Linked DNA regions of Rattus norvegicus: region 2 is linked to region 1. Evidence: chromatin contacts called from public Hi-C data. All regions are on one chromosome and are shown on one strand. The core of a region is the stretch at or near the end of the contact, and the rest is flanking DNA. Distances in the headings are between cores, read along the strand shown.

What was found. A called contact is a pair of places that touch in the nucleus more often than the background predicts.
Region 2: a Hi-C map of Schwann cells shows a contact between it and region 1, with 4 times the contacts expected there. The contact joins two enhancer-like sites. A contact is called at or near these places in 2 of 12 Hi-C or Micro-C datasets (the A7r5 cell line and Schwann cells).

The regions. Positions count from the first base shown.
Region 1 is chr16:85,416,411-85,422,938 of GRCr8, forward strand. No RefSeq gene overlaps it. Among named protein-coding and RNA genes, the nearest start is that of Irs2, 230 kb to the left of the region's middle. Within about 2 kb of position 3,626, at least 8 of the 93 cell types and tissues checked have an H3K27ac peak or open chromatin away from gene starts, as enhancers often do. A contact at or near this core is called in Schwann cells, where this site is marked.
Region 2 is chr16:85,645,006-85,651,533 of GRCr8, forward strand. All of the region lies in intron 31 of Myo16 (myosin XVI), which reads right to left. Among named protein-coding and RNA genes, the nearest start is that of Myo16, 300 kb to the right of the region's middle. Within about 2 kb of position 3,541, at least 4 of the 93 cell types and tissues checked have an H3K27ac peak or open chromatin away from gene starts, as enhancers often do. A contact at or near this core is called in Schwann cells, where this site is marked.

The sequences.
Region 1 (6,528 bases), core at 2,376-4,875:
CTCATCCTGTCTGCTAGAAGAGGCACTCCACAGATGTCTTTGCAACATAAGGAGTGTGCTTTCACATTGTCTAGATTCAGCCATGGTGTCGTGTAAACCCTGTCATCAAATGATAGGTCCTGGGTTCTAGAGCGACCTGTCTTTGTAGGTGGAATCAAAAGGTTTGTAAAGCAATACTAGGGCCCTGTCTCAAAACAACTGATTATTTTGTCAACCTAGCAAAGGCTTCATAGAATATATCATCCGCCCCCAAACACACACACTTTCTTTCTGTCTGTATGTCTGTCTCCCCCCCACCCCTGTGTGTGTGTGTGTGTGTGTATGTGTAGGCTAGATGGCACCCTGGTTGTTCCTTATGGGACATCTGCCTTATTTTTGAGACATTTAAGTCCCTCAGTTACCTGTAGATTGACAAGCAGAATAGGCTGGGTCACCATGGAGACTGAGGAATGAGCCTGTATCCACTTCCCATCACCAGGATTACAAGTGCACACTGTCACCACCATGCCTGGGTTTTGACATGTGTGTACCAAGGAGTAAATCTAAGGCCCTCATGCTTTATAAGTGGAGCTATTTCCCCAGCCCCTGACTGACTCCTTCATTCAGTTAGACATGTCTGCTAGGGTAGAGCTGAATGAGAGCCGCTGAGCCGGGCTGGGCCACTCTAGACACAAATGTGACCATCATCTTCGGAGTAGTGAAGCCATGGGAATCATCAAAAAGAATATCTTTCTAGTCACCTTGTCATAGAGCATTGTCAATTTGGAGACCCTGTGATTGGTCTGTAGAGAGAACAACAAAACTTCGACTAAGCCATCGGGTGAGCCACCACACAAGCTCTTAGCAGAATCCTGCAAGGCTGGATGTGTCCAGTTTCTGGGAGGGTACACAAAGAGCTGAGCTTTAGTCAAGGCTGTGCTCTTCTGAGTGGCTGCTGCTGGGTGTTTAGTTTTTACCTTACTTTTCTGTCTTTCTGTCTTTCTGATTTATTTCTTCCTTCCTTTCCTTCCTTCATTCTTCCTTCCTTTGCTTTCTTCTAAGACACAACAGGAACTCCTCAGCTCACATGCTTGTTGATTCTTAGCCAAATTCATCAGGCTCGGGGATGCTTGCCCCCCTACTTTACCGCAGCACCACACACAAGTAATGATGTCTATTTAATCCATTATCACCAAAATGTATTTCAATGCTCTTTAATCTTAAAATCAAAAACCCACTCAGCCACAGTGGGACTTTTCACAGGGGAAAGAAAGCATTGCCAAGCTGAACAAGGAGCAGTTAGAGATCCCACCCGGTACAGAAACCATAGTCCTGGATCTCCTGAGGTCCCTTTGGTCTGTTCCTTATTGAGTTGTATTTAGACATATGAAGTAAGCAACAGTGGACAGCTTACAAAGCTTGCCTGTACTTACAGGAAGCTCCCCCATTGTTTCAGTGTTTCTCCCTTAAGTTTGCAACATCATGGCTTTTGTTTTTGGTCCAGGAATTCATCTGTGAAATGGGCTAGAGTCTTAACCAGCACAGGATGCCACATCTTGGCTAAGGAGGTAATGCATACATGACTCAAAATATTTTTGAATATTAAAAAAAAGCCATCAAAGCTCAACTTTTCTCGTTGTTGCTTAGAAGGTGACTGAGCACTACTCCATTTCATATAGGGCATCATACTCTCCTAACTTGAGTCTCTCAGTTCTTTCCTAGCCTGAGTCAAATCCTATCTCCACTCTGGATCTCCAGACACATTGGAGGGTATCTCTGAGCTTGAAATGAATCTTATGTCTCTAACATCTAGAGGTTCAAGAACCACAAGGAGATTCTTAAAGGTCTCCAGTTCTAAATCACTGAGTTCTCTGTTGATTGTTCTTCTGAAACTTGTGGCTGTCCTTAGATATGGGCACTGGTCACAGAAGGAGACCATCAAGGATAGCTTTGTTTCTGGTTGTGCTTTTTATGTTAGAGACAGCCCTCTAACACACACACACACACACACACACACACACACACACACACACACACACACAGAGAGAGAGAGAGAGAGAGAGAGAGAGAGAGAGAGAGAGAGAGAACACCTTTTGCACTGCCCTGACTCTATTGAGCATGAACTTGTCCTTTACTGTCTGTTGGGATCATATAATGGAGCACTGCCTCCTCTCTTGGACCACAGGAAAATGGTTGACTTCTCCAAATGAGGCATCCTCTGAGACTATTGGTCTACCTCTTCCCTGGTCTTGCCCTCCAGAGAATCGATAACACCCTTAGCTGTGTAGTTTGGAGGCAACATGCTAGTCTCAGTGTTGACTGTAGCATTCAGTGTGATACTATGTGTGCTTCTGAAGGCACAGTGGTGGTTCTTCTTTCTAGTGAGCCATGCCAGACATGACAGAGTATTGTCAATCCTAAATTACCAAAGGCACTAGTCTCAGTTTAAACTGGGATTTGAAACTCATGCTAGAATGTCTTCTCTCTCCCTTCAAGGGATACTGAGCACTAACAGCAAGCCATCCTGAACTGAACTTTAAACATAGGAGCATTGTCTGGAAACATCTTTGGTCTCAAGATATCGTTGACTCTTTTTCAATTGTGTGCATTGTTAAAATTCTTCCAAAAAAGGGCTGAAAGGAATGAGAATAATATAAACAGTGGGACACATAAGGCTGTGAAAATAGAACATCAAATAAACATTCCTGCCATGCTGAGCAGCCAGTTCTCACACGAAGAGTCAGGGATTTCTACCAGATTTGTTCATGGCTGACCTCTCCCACCTATGTCCATTACTACACATAAGTATTAGCATACATATGTATGTATACCCTCATGCACGTGCACATGTATGTGTGTATATGTATGTATATACACATGAACACCCATGAAAACAAAATTTCAAGAGTTGTTAAGACATTTTATTAGATTTATTTATTTTGTTGAGGGGGGGCTGTTGCACTCCAAGATACACAGGTGGCAAAGAGAAGACAATCTGCAGAAGTCAGTTTGTGCTTTCTACCATGTGAGTTCTGCAGATCAAACTCAGGTCATTAGGCTTGGCAGTAAGTGGCTTTATCCTCTGAGCCATCTCTCTGCTTCCCAAAGGACGTTTTTTTAGCAGTAAGACTCAGCGTTGTCTGAGTTGGATGTGGCTGCCATGCATACATACATGACTCAAAATATTTTTTTGAATGTTCAAAAAAACAGCCAACAAAACCAGACTTCCCTCTCAGCACCGTCTTCTTATTTTTATTTTGCATTTTGTAACTCTAGCTAAGTGTAGTCACCCCGCATCCAAGGTCAGCCGAATTGAGAAAACGGAACAAAAACACACAGAAGGGTGATTTTTCAGAAGGAAGTGGCAGCATTCATGTCCACAGAAGCAAACTTTAATCCCGAGGCTGAGAGGGGGAAACACAATGGCCGCATGGGGCTAATGGAGAATTCCTGGCTCTATTCTTCCCTAAAATATTTCATGGATGCATTCACTGCTCTTTCTCTTCAGAATGAAAGCCATAAAACAAACGAGAGACCTAATCTTTAGTTCAAATAAATGAAAAGAAATTGAAATCCACTTCATTCCCTGAGAAAGAGGAAGAATACAAATGAGGAGCATTGTGAGGTTTCTGGAAAGGGGCGATGCACCACAGCTGTAGGAATGCGGCCTCTGCTTGTCAGGGCCATTAGTGGGGGAGTATGCTTAGGAAGGTTCCATTTTGTCTGAAAGGGTGAAGTCCTGCTGCAAAGACTGAGTGCATTATGCACAGGCCAAGAGTGCAGTTAGATTTTTGCTGTCTTGCTGTGGTCCTGATTCCCCATCAGGTGTGTGTATGTGTGTGTGTGTGTGTGTGTGTGTGTGTGTGTGTGTGTGTATACATGTGTGGTGTGTGTGTGTACATGTGTGGTGTGTGTGTGTACATTACATTAAGGTGTTCATGTATGCATGTTTGCATGTGTGTATGCATTTAGGTGTTTATGTGTGCATGTGTGGGTATATGCCCACATGTATATGTGTGTATATGTGTGGTGTGTCTCTCTGTGTGGGTGGTGTGTGCATGTGTAGTGTATAGTATATGTGTGTGTGTGTCTCTGTGTGTGTGGTTTGCTCATGTGTGTGCATTTAGGTGTTCATGTGTGCATATGTGGGTGTATGCCCACACATATGTGTGTGTATGTGTGGTGTGTGTCTATGTAGTGTGCGGTGTGTGGGTGGTTTGTGTGTGTGTGTGAACATTTAGGTGTTCATGTGTGCATGAATGAAGACTAGAGGATGATATCAGGTTCCTTCCTTAATTGTTCTCTATCCTCTCTTTTGAATGATGTTCACTCACTAATGAGGCTGACTTGCTGACCAGCCAGTCCCGGGGATCCTCCTGTTTCCACCTCCTGAAAGTGTGGTCTGTATGCTCACTGTGTGCAGCTTTTTTATGTTAATACTGGGGATCTGAGCTTAGGGCCTCATTTTTACATAGCAAGACTTTACTGACTGAAGCATTCCCTCCCCTTACCCCCTCCTCATCTGACTTTAAAGAATAGCTCTGAGCAACAGCTTCATTCTGCTCACTGGGGAGTGAGGATTGCTATCCAGTGCCCTGGACAGAGCACTTGCACAGAGTGCACCCTGGAAACCATCAATATTCTTTAGATGCATCCATCTTTATAGGCTGGATGTATAGAGTTCAGGAAGGCACAAACACAAGAAAAAAATGAAGGAAATCCTGTGATTTAAGATGCCAATCGGTGGCAACCATGTTCTCTTGTTTCTTCCTCTGTTTTTGGATGAGTGAGTATGCCGAATGCATTTGAATGTGCATGGTGCATGCATGTGACCATATATGGTGCGTGCATGTATTCATGATACATGCATGTGAGTATGCATAGTACATGCATGTGAATGCACATAGTACCTGCATGTGTGCATGTTGCATGCATGTGAGTCTGTGTGGTGTATGCATGTGAGCATGTGTGGTACATGCATGTGAGTGTGTGATGCATGCATGTGAGTATTCATATTACATGTATGTGTGAATGTTGTATGCATGTGAGTGTGGATGCTGCATGCATGTGTGCATGATATATGGATGTGAGTGTGTGTGGTGCATGCATGTGAGTGTGCAGGTATGCATGTGAGTGTGCAGGTATGCATGTGAGTGTGCAGGTATGCATGTGAGTGTGCAGGTATTCATGTAAGTGTGCAGGTATGCATGTATACATGTGGAGGCCAAAGAAAAAAGCATTGGGTGTTTCTGTCTATTCTCTCTGCCTCAAGGCCTTGGAACAGTCTTTCGCTGAACCGGAAATTGGTCAGTCAGAGAACTTCCAGGATTCTCTTGTCTTTACCTCCCAGCCCTGAAGGTGTAACACATAAATCTATGCTGTCTTTATGCTGGTGCTGGGCATTTAAACGCAGTTCTCCAGCTCGTTCAATAAATGCTTTTACCTTCTGAGCTACCTGTGCAGCCCTGGGGCTGTCACTTGACTTCCACCCCCAGTCTAGAGAGAAAGAGAGGCACGTGTGTTAATGCTCACAGTGTTCCCTCTCACTGTGCTTCCCTCTGTTCTCATCAGACTGAAACTTACCTATTGTGCCTGCAGACAAAATGTGTTTAAAATTCCACTTAGATAATCATGTTGCGTGCACAGAAAACCCATCTTAAACCCACCTGTCATTTGCATGTCCTCCTGAAGAACATGTTCCTTTAGAGGACTTCATGTGCTGTCATGCAAAGCAGGGAATCAGATCTAGAAGGTCATTCACACCAGTGACCCACTGATAGAAAGTGTCCCCTTGGCACATGTGTCATGCGCTCAGCCCTTGTCTGTCACATTGTGTCCCAGGAGTAGCATCTCAGAATTTGGGCTGTGCAACTGCTGAGTTAGAATGAGCTGAAATATGGCTCACCCCAACTGGCTATTTCAACAAGCTTTTATGTAGCAAAAGGGAATAGGGAAAGAATTATTAAAAAGCCATCGTGTATCAAAAGAAAAATGAGCTGAGAACTAGGAAGCAAAAGTTCATTTGAAAAGAAAGATTTTCTTTTTCTAAAATATTTCTTACAAGCTTGGAAAGGGTATTCTAAATAGAAAGTGATATTACAAAAGGGGTTGTCTCCATGAGTTCAGCCTGCTGTTAGGAAGGATGTTGACAGGTTAACACCAGCACTGTGCAGCTCTTCATTCTGCCTGCTGGGAAACCAAGGCACAGATACGGACAGATGTGGGGTCCACTGAGAATCATTTTGTGGTTTGTGTACATTCTTCTTCTCACTGCAGGGGGAAGAGACAACCGAATCTTCCCTGTCCTGTTTGCTGAGGGCTCCCTCCCTGCTCACCCCATCTGCACATTGTTACCCTCCCCCTTCCCTGGGACTCAGATTTCAAACACAAGTTCTGGATGTTAGCATTCCTGCTAGGCTCTGACCCACAGTTACCTGGCAACCGACAGGTGTGCCCGACTCACTGTAAAAGGGGCTGCTTGCCCCCTCCTCACTCTCTCTTGCTTTCTTCCCCCTCTGTCCCTTCTCTCCCCATTCTTCCCTCCTCTCT
Region 2 (6,528 bases), core at 2,291-4,790, 230 kb after region 1:
AATGAGTTTGTGTTCAACCTCGGAAGGAAATTACTTTCTCGGGAAGGGTCTTCGCACCATCATTTTAATGTTAATTGTTTTCAGGGACTAAAAATAGCACCATAGGGTTTGGGAGGTGTGCTTGACTCATGACTCTAAGATGTTAGATTTTGTGATTATGGGTGGCGGGTGTGTGTGTGTGTGTGTGTGTGTGTGTGTGTGTGTGTGTGTGTGTGTGTGATCTCTTAATCCTGAAAGCCTGGGCTTGCTCCTTAGTAGGCAGTGAGGCGACACCTGGCTTCTCTACCTCAGAAGAGAAGTCAGCACCCTGGCCCAGGAGAGAGCTACAGGAAAACCTCAAGAACTATGCTTATCGACAAAGGCCATCACAGGCCACACAGTGTGTCTGGGCACTCCTGCTACGTGAGGGTCCGCCCATAGCAGTATGGCTGCCATCACCGTATGAGCCTCCTCTCGTGGAGCTTCCGACTGGGTTGTGGGAGAGATTCTAGTGGCCATGATAATTTCTAAGGGATAGAGGGGAGGTGTGGAAGCATCAGAGCTTTACCAGGAAGCTGGAAAGGAGCTTCTAGAGAGCAACCCGACATCATTCTGGGCCAGAGCAGTGAGAGCTGTCTTCGTTCTCCCCTTCTTTCCTATGTTCAGAAAGGATCGCGGTTCCTGAACTTACACACCTCTGCTTCAAGAAAAATCCAGCCACCACCATCCTTCTCTTCCTTTCTTCTTGTCTGTCAGGGCTGTCCCAGCTCTCCTGAAAGTCACAGGGACAGTTCCTGCTCTGCATCCTGACTGGAAATGTACTTTGGAGCACTTTTTTTTTTTTCCCATCATCTCTCTACCACTGTTGAAAGCAGCTCTAAGACTCATGAATATCATCAAGGTTGTAGACAACACACAGTTCACTGCTGTGAGTGTCTCCTCCATGGCCTTCAACCATCCACAGCCTCCCCTAACACAAAAGTTACTACTATTGTGTAATGATCAGATGAAATTTTTGAAGTCCCCCCCACCCCCCAAAAAAACAAGGTACCTAGGAGGAACCCAAGGGGGACACTTAGAAGTCAGCCATGGATCCACCTCACATTAGAGGTTGATTCCTCTACTGTACTTTCTCTCACTGACGTGGGAACCCCACAGAGTCTGGGAGAAGGCCGAGGCAACGGGGGATTTAGTCATTTATTGTTTTAGATTTCCAGTAGCAAGCCCTGTTCTTACACTCTGGGTTACCGGATGACTGTAATGGAATTCATTCTGCAAGTCCGCACAAGCCTGGCTGTACGATTTGCTCGTGCAAATTCTTGGGTGTTTGGAGAGGGAAACAGTGGTAATTTGTGAGATAAATGTCAAACGACATCCATTGTCTAGGCATTGAAAACATCTTTCCAAATATTATAGAGGACAAAGAGCTCTGCCCTTTGCATGGGTATATTTGGCTACTGATCAATTTATAAAAACCCAAATAACATTTCTCAGTGTAACTGGCTAAAACATGAGTTTCCTGGCCATCGGAAAATTAAAATTTTGAACTCACAGGCCCCTCTCCCACAGACACCTATGCTTGATGCAGAGGAGTCAAGAAGTTAGTGAAAGGACTCCTTCTTGTCAGAGACACCATACACCAGAGCCTGTGGGCATGGGGACAGCCACAGGCCTGCAGAGAGAAAAACCGTTGCCCAGTTCCTCTCAGAACACTGTTGTAAGTGGCAACCAACCTTCTCTGAGGATGCCTATCCGGTTTCTCCACAAGGCTTTCTCATCTGGATGCCGAAGAAAGTTTAATGTTAATGGAGGATGGTTCTGGAATGCAAGGGGATGCTTTCTGTGACTAAGAGGGAAACTTCTGTGCTAGGGGAGGCTGTGGATGGCTGCAGGGCATGGAGGAGATTCCCACAGCAGTGAGCTGTGTGTTGTCTACAGCCTTGTTGATATCTAGGAGTCTTAGAGCTACCTTCAACATGCACCCAGGAGCATACAGACACTCAAGTACGTTACCACAGAGGGCAGCGTCTGGAGCAGAAGGAAGATGAAGCATCTGTGGACAAGACAACACAAGATCTATCCACAGGCGTGAGGCCTAGGCGATGCCTCCTAGTATTTGAGGTCAAGATTTGCGTGAGGCAGACCGTTTCTCGAGGTGCCATCTCATCTGAACGTATCAGGGGTTAAACAACAATAACGTTGGGATTTCTGCCTCAAACACCGTCCGTCCATGCAGAGCAGGCATTTGCAAACAAACTGGAGAGTACCACAGGGAGCTCTCGAGTGAGGAGCCACTGGTAAGCCAGGAAGCAGGCGCATCCTGCTCCTTATTGCTAAGCGACGTCCAGGTATTTGTAATGTTACCTGCACAGAAGTGTCAAACCTTCGTAGAGCCTTGACTCCAGATGCCGCTGCTGCCTTTGATTTCCTTCGTGAGACAAGATACGAACTTCAGTCTTTTCATATTGAGCAGTGTTTGGATGTAATGTTTAGAAATACAAGTCTTCCCCTATAGCAGAATGGTTGTGTATACTACCTATCTAGTTCAGGAAGTGTCACCAAGAGTGAATGGCGTATATGGGAGATTTTTTTTTTTGTGTGTGTGTGTGTGGCATGCAAGCTGCAGCCACTGCTGTGCTCATACAATGAATAGTGGACTCCAGCTTCCAGAATCAGCCTTGCTGTGGGTAGTGGGCACCTTTAAGGGTGTAGACTGGGTGCAGTGACTGCCCTGTCTGAGGTAAAGGCACCTGAGAACGTACCTTTCCTCTTGAGCAACATACGCATGAGGTATTTATAAATAGTAACGAAGATTTGGCCCTGGCATGGACTTCCAGGTCACTCAACGATGGGGAGTGGCGTGGACAGAGGAGACAAAACATCCCAGACCACGGAGCACTCTCTGTCACCTATTCTCTCCGATATCACATTCAAAATCTCTCACAGGCCAACTTTCAAACCCTTCCACTGCAAGCAGTATTCAGAAATAAAAATGCCGTTCTGTAAGATTTCATTTACGAAACACAGACTTCCCAACTCAAACTATTCTTTGTGTGGAATGCTTATGTGATGGGGTGAAATGTTTGAAATGTACGGTAATTTCCACCTGGATTAAGCAAGCCTTAAATAAAAGCGCTACCGGGAGCTGCATCTAGGAAATAGCTATTTATCTAGGATAAATAGACTGAGATTTATATTTAAGTCTCTATGTGCCTCTCGCCTGCTCTACAGAAGGTGAATCTTCCATAAAAAAAGATTCAACCCACCTACTGTATGGAAGACAGGCTGTACAGTAGTCTTCTGTTGTAACCATTTTCCAAGCACTTGATCACTTACATTGTGTATGCTCTGGATTCATGGGGTTGGAAATAATGAAACTGAGGGTTTGTTCTGTTTTGTTTCAAAGGAATAACTTGTGAATCAAACTCATCTTAACCCTGGCTCCCTTCTACTTTCTTCCCCAAACTTCTACCACGCCCTGTGTTTTCCTCACACCCCATCTTCCTGATCCTTTCCAGTGGAGCTCTGACTTTCAGTATGGAGTCACTAGGACAAACATGCCGGGCCTGACCTACCACTCAGAGCAATGGCGCCTCCTAGTGTCCTGGACAAGCCTCCTTTGCCATTTGAATAGGGACCCACATTTTCAAAGGAAGCAACTAGAAACAAATTAGCATGGTGATCCCCAGACCATAGGAAGGAAACCAAATGTCAGTTAGCCAGAACTTTTGCTCTTACGGGGCGGGGGGGGGGTGAATAATTATTTGGTCCTTTCTCACCTCAGTGGCCAAGTGTTCTAATTCCGTCCCTAGAATCTTACAGGGCCGTTTACCTGTAATCCGGAAAGTACACGTTCAACACGCTTGAGTTTTCTCACCCAAGCTCTGTGACTGTATCGTCACACAGCAGCAATAAAGTATGTATTTAACCCCTCCACCCCTGATAATTTCTCAGGGAGCATCAAGCTGAGAACTGTGGAAAGAGGTATTCTAGACAGAGCCACTGCTCTGTCAGGCTTGGCTTTGCGTAAGCAGCGAAACTCTGAGCAAGCTTATAGTTTCTCTGAGCCTTGGTTTTCCCACCTGTAATATGGGCGTATTTGTAGTAGGTACCTCAGAATAGAGTGTGGGAGCAGCAGGCTGTTAAAATGGTGCTTGAAGCCCCCGGTGCTGTTAGTCCAGCCTGGCTGATCCTTTTAGTCAGGTCTATGTGCCTTCCCCTCCCCCCACCCCCAACTTGAAGTTCTATACTGTTAGAATTTACATGATTATCTCACAAGAAAAATGTGAAGCCTGGAACGGTGGCTCGTGTTGGTTCTTCCACCACTCTGGAAGCTGAGGCAGGAGAATTGCCGTCAGTTGGAGGTCAGCTTAGGCTATGTATTGAGACTCTGTGAGAGTCTCATGACTATGTCTTGAGAAAGTGAGCTACTCATGAAATCCTATGAAGAAGTGAGTCTGCAGAACAGACCTGGGACAGAGTGACCATCTCACTCCAATACACCATTTCTTGCTTACCATTACACATCTGCGTCCAAAATACCCACAACAGGGGATGCACTGACAGCTCAGTGTCCTCCAAGTTACTATTGCTAAAAACGCAGAAGGAGCACCGTGAGCCACTCTGCAAATCACGCACACCCGTCTCCACACTTCATGCCCAGGCATTAATGGGAACCGTCACCGATGCCTGCCTGCTGGGAGGGCGAATTAGCCACACAGTCGACGACGTTGGGTATAAAAATGTCTTTCAAAGTGAAGATTCAAAAGAAGACGATTGAGGATGGAGTTATGCTCACTGTGAATAGCAGCCGGGGGGGATCCCTCAGTAGAAAGTGGATTTACTCTCCTCAGGATGAAACCCTGTAAGCCTTAATAATCGTGTAAGCTGCTCCAGCACATGGCAGGGGCATTAAATCCTTCCGTTCTATATCTTACCACACCCTTCCACGTTCTCGGAGATCACCCTGCTCTAGCTCACCAGAGCACGGCGTCACACAATCATACAAGCCCACTTCTCTCACAGGCGGGAGAGAATTCCCTTCAGTGTGCGTTGGGAACTCCTGCATCTGGGTGGGAACAGCTGAGACTTATATCTCTAAGGTTTCTGTTATTACAGCAGCGATTGCAAACGGTTCAAAGCAGCTTCCCTTTTCTTTTCCTTTTTCAGATTAGAATGTATTTTGTGAAGTACGGATACATATGCTATAATTCTTCAGTCACAGTGGTGATTGATAATACCTAGGGGAGGGGAGCAGACTTAAAGGCTGTGCCTAGAGGCCTCCTGATACCCCTCACCTGCTCTGCAGCCTTGAGGCTTCTCTTTGTTTCTTAAATATTTATTTTATTATTTATCTTTGTATCTGTGTGTGCGCGACTGTGCTTGTAGAAGCTACGAGAGGACTCTAGATGCCTTGGAGCTGGCATTACAGGTGGCTGTGAGTTTCCTGGTATGGGTTTTGGGGACAGAACCCACATCCCCTGAAAAGGCAGCAAGCACCCTTAACTGTTGAGCCACTCCCCAGCCACCTCCTTGAGATTTCTAAGTGATAAGTTCTCTCTAGACTTATGTGGACTTCACTACTTTTTGACAGAATGGAATCTAGATGAAGCTACCCAGTTCTGATCTGTGGAAAGTCATATTTGATGGGACCCTGATACACTTTTAGTTCTAGCTTCAAATAGCTTTTTTTTTAAATTATTGAATGCTTTCCTTTTGGTCCATTTTGGTTGTTGGGATAAAACATGACTTGTAGAATTACATTCTGCTGCTCCTTACCAATATGCTTTCATTTACTAATAGCCTATAATTAAGGAGAAATTGTTAGTTAAACAAATAATTAGGCACTCTGAGGCATGGCTGGGGAGTGGATATTCATCTCCTTGTCAGAGGTCCAGAGCTTTGGCCTACTTTTTTCATATTGCTTTCCAGTTTTTCCTATAATTTTATTATGTAGGATCCTGCTTTCATCAAACCAGGGGAGCTAGAAAATGTATGTATTAGTCCTTGAAGAAGGAGCAAGTTGAGCGCACAGAATACCATACTCCGGGTTCCACTCATGGAGTCAGTTTCTGAGCTTGCCCCTGAGGAAGATGCCTCCTATCTGCAGTGGCTCAGGTACAGCTGCCTTCATCCCCAGTGGGATGTGGGGCTCAGGCTGATACCCTTCCCTGCTTCCCCTTGGAATAGTGCGATGCCTCATTTCTTCTCCAAAAGATAGAGCATTGAGAAGATATTTTGCAAAAGAACAATATATATATATATATATATATATATATATATATATATATATAATTTTCCCTCTATGACCGTTGGATCTGCAAGCACAGCACACTGAACATGGAGGAATAAAGCAGATGTGGTGGGCTCCACATCAGAGACTGCCAGAGCATCCTCATGGACTGGTGCTGCTGGCTGCATTCCTTGTTTGCAGAACACAGGGTGTTCCTTATTGCTGGCAGCTGCCTCTAGCGCAGCAGCCTAACCCCCAGCTCGGTAGAGTGGCCGGAGACTGCAGACGCTCTTCAGCTGAGCTGTGACTGAAAAAAC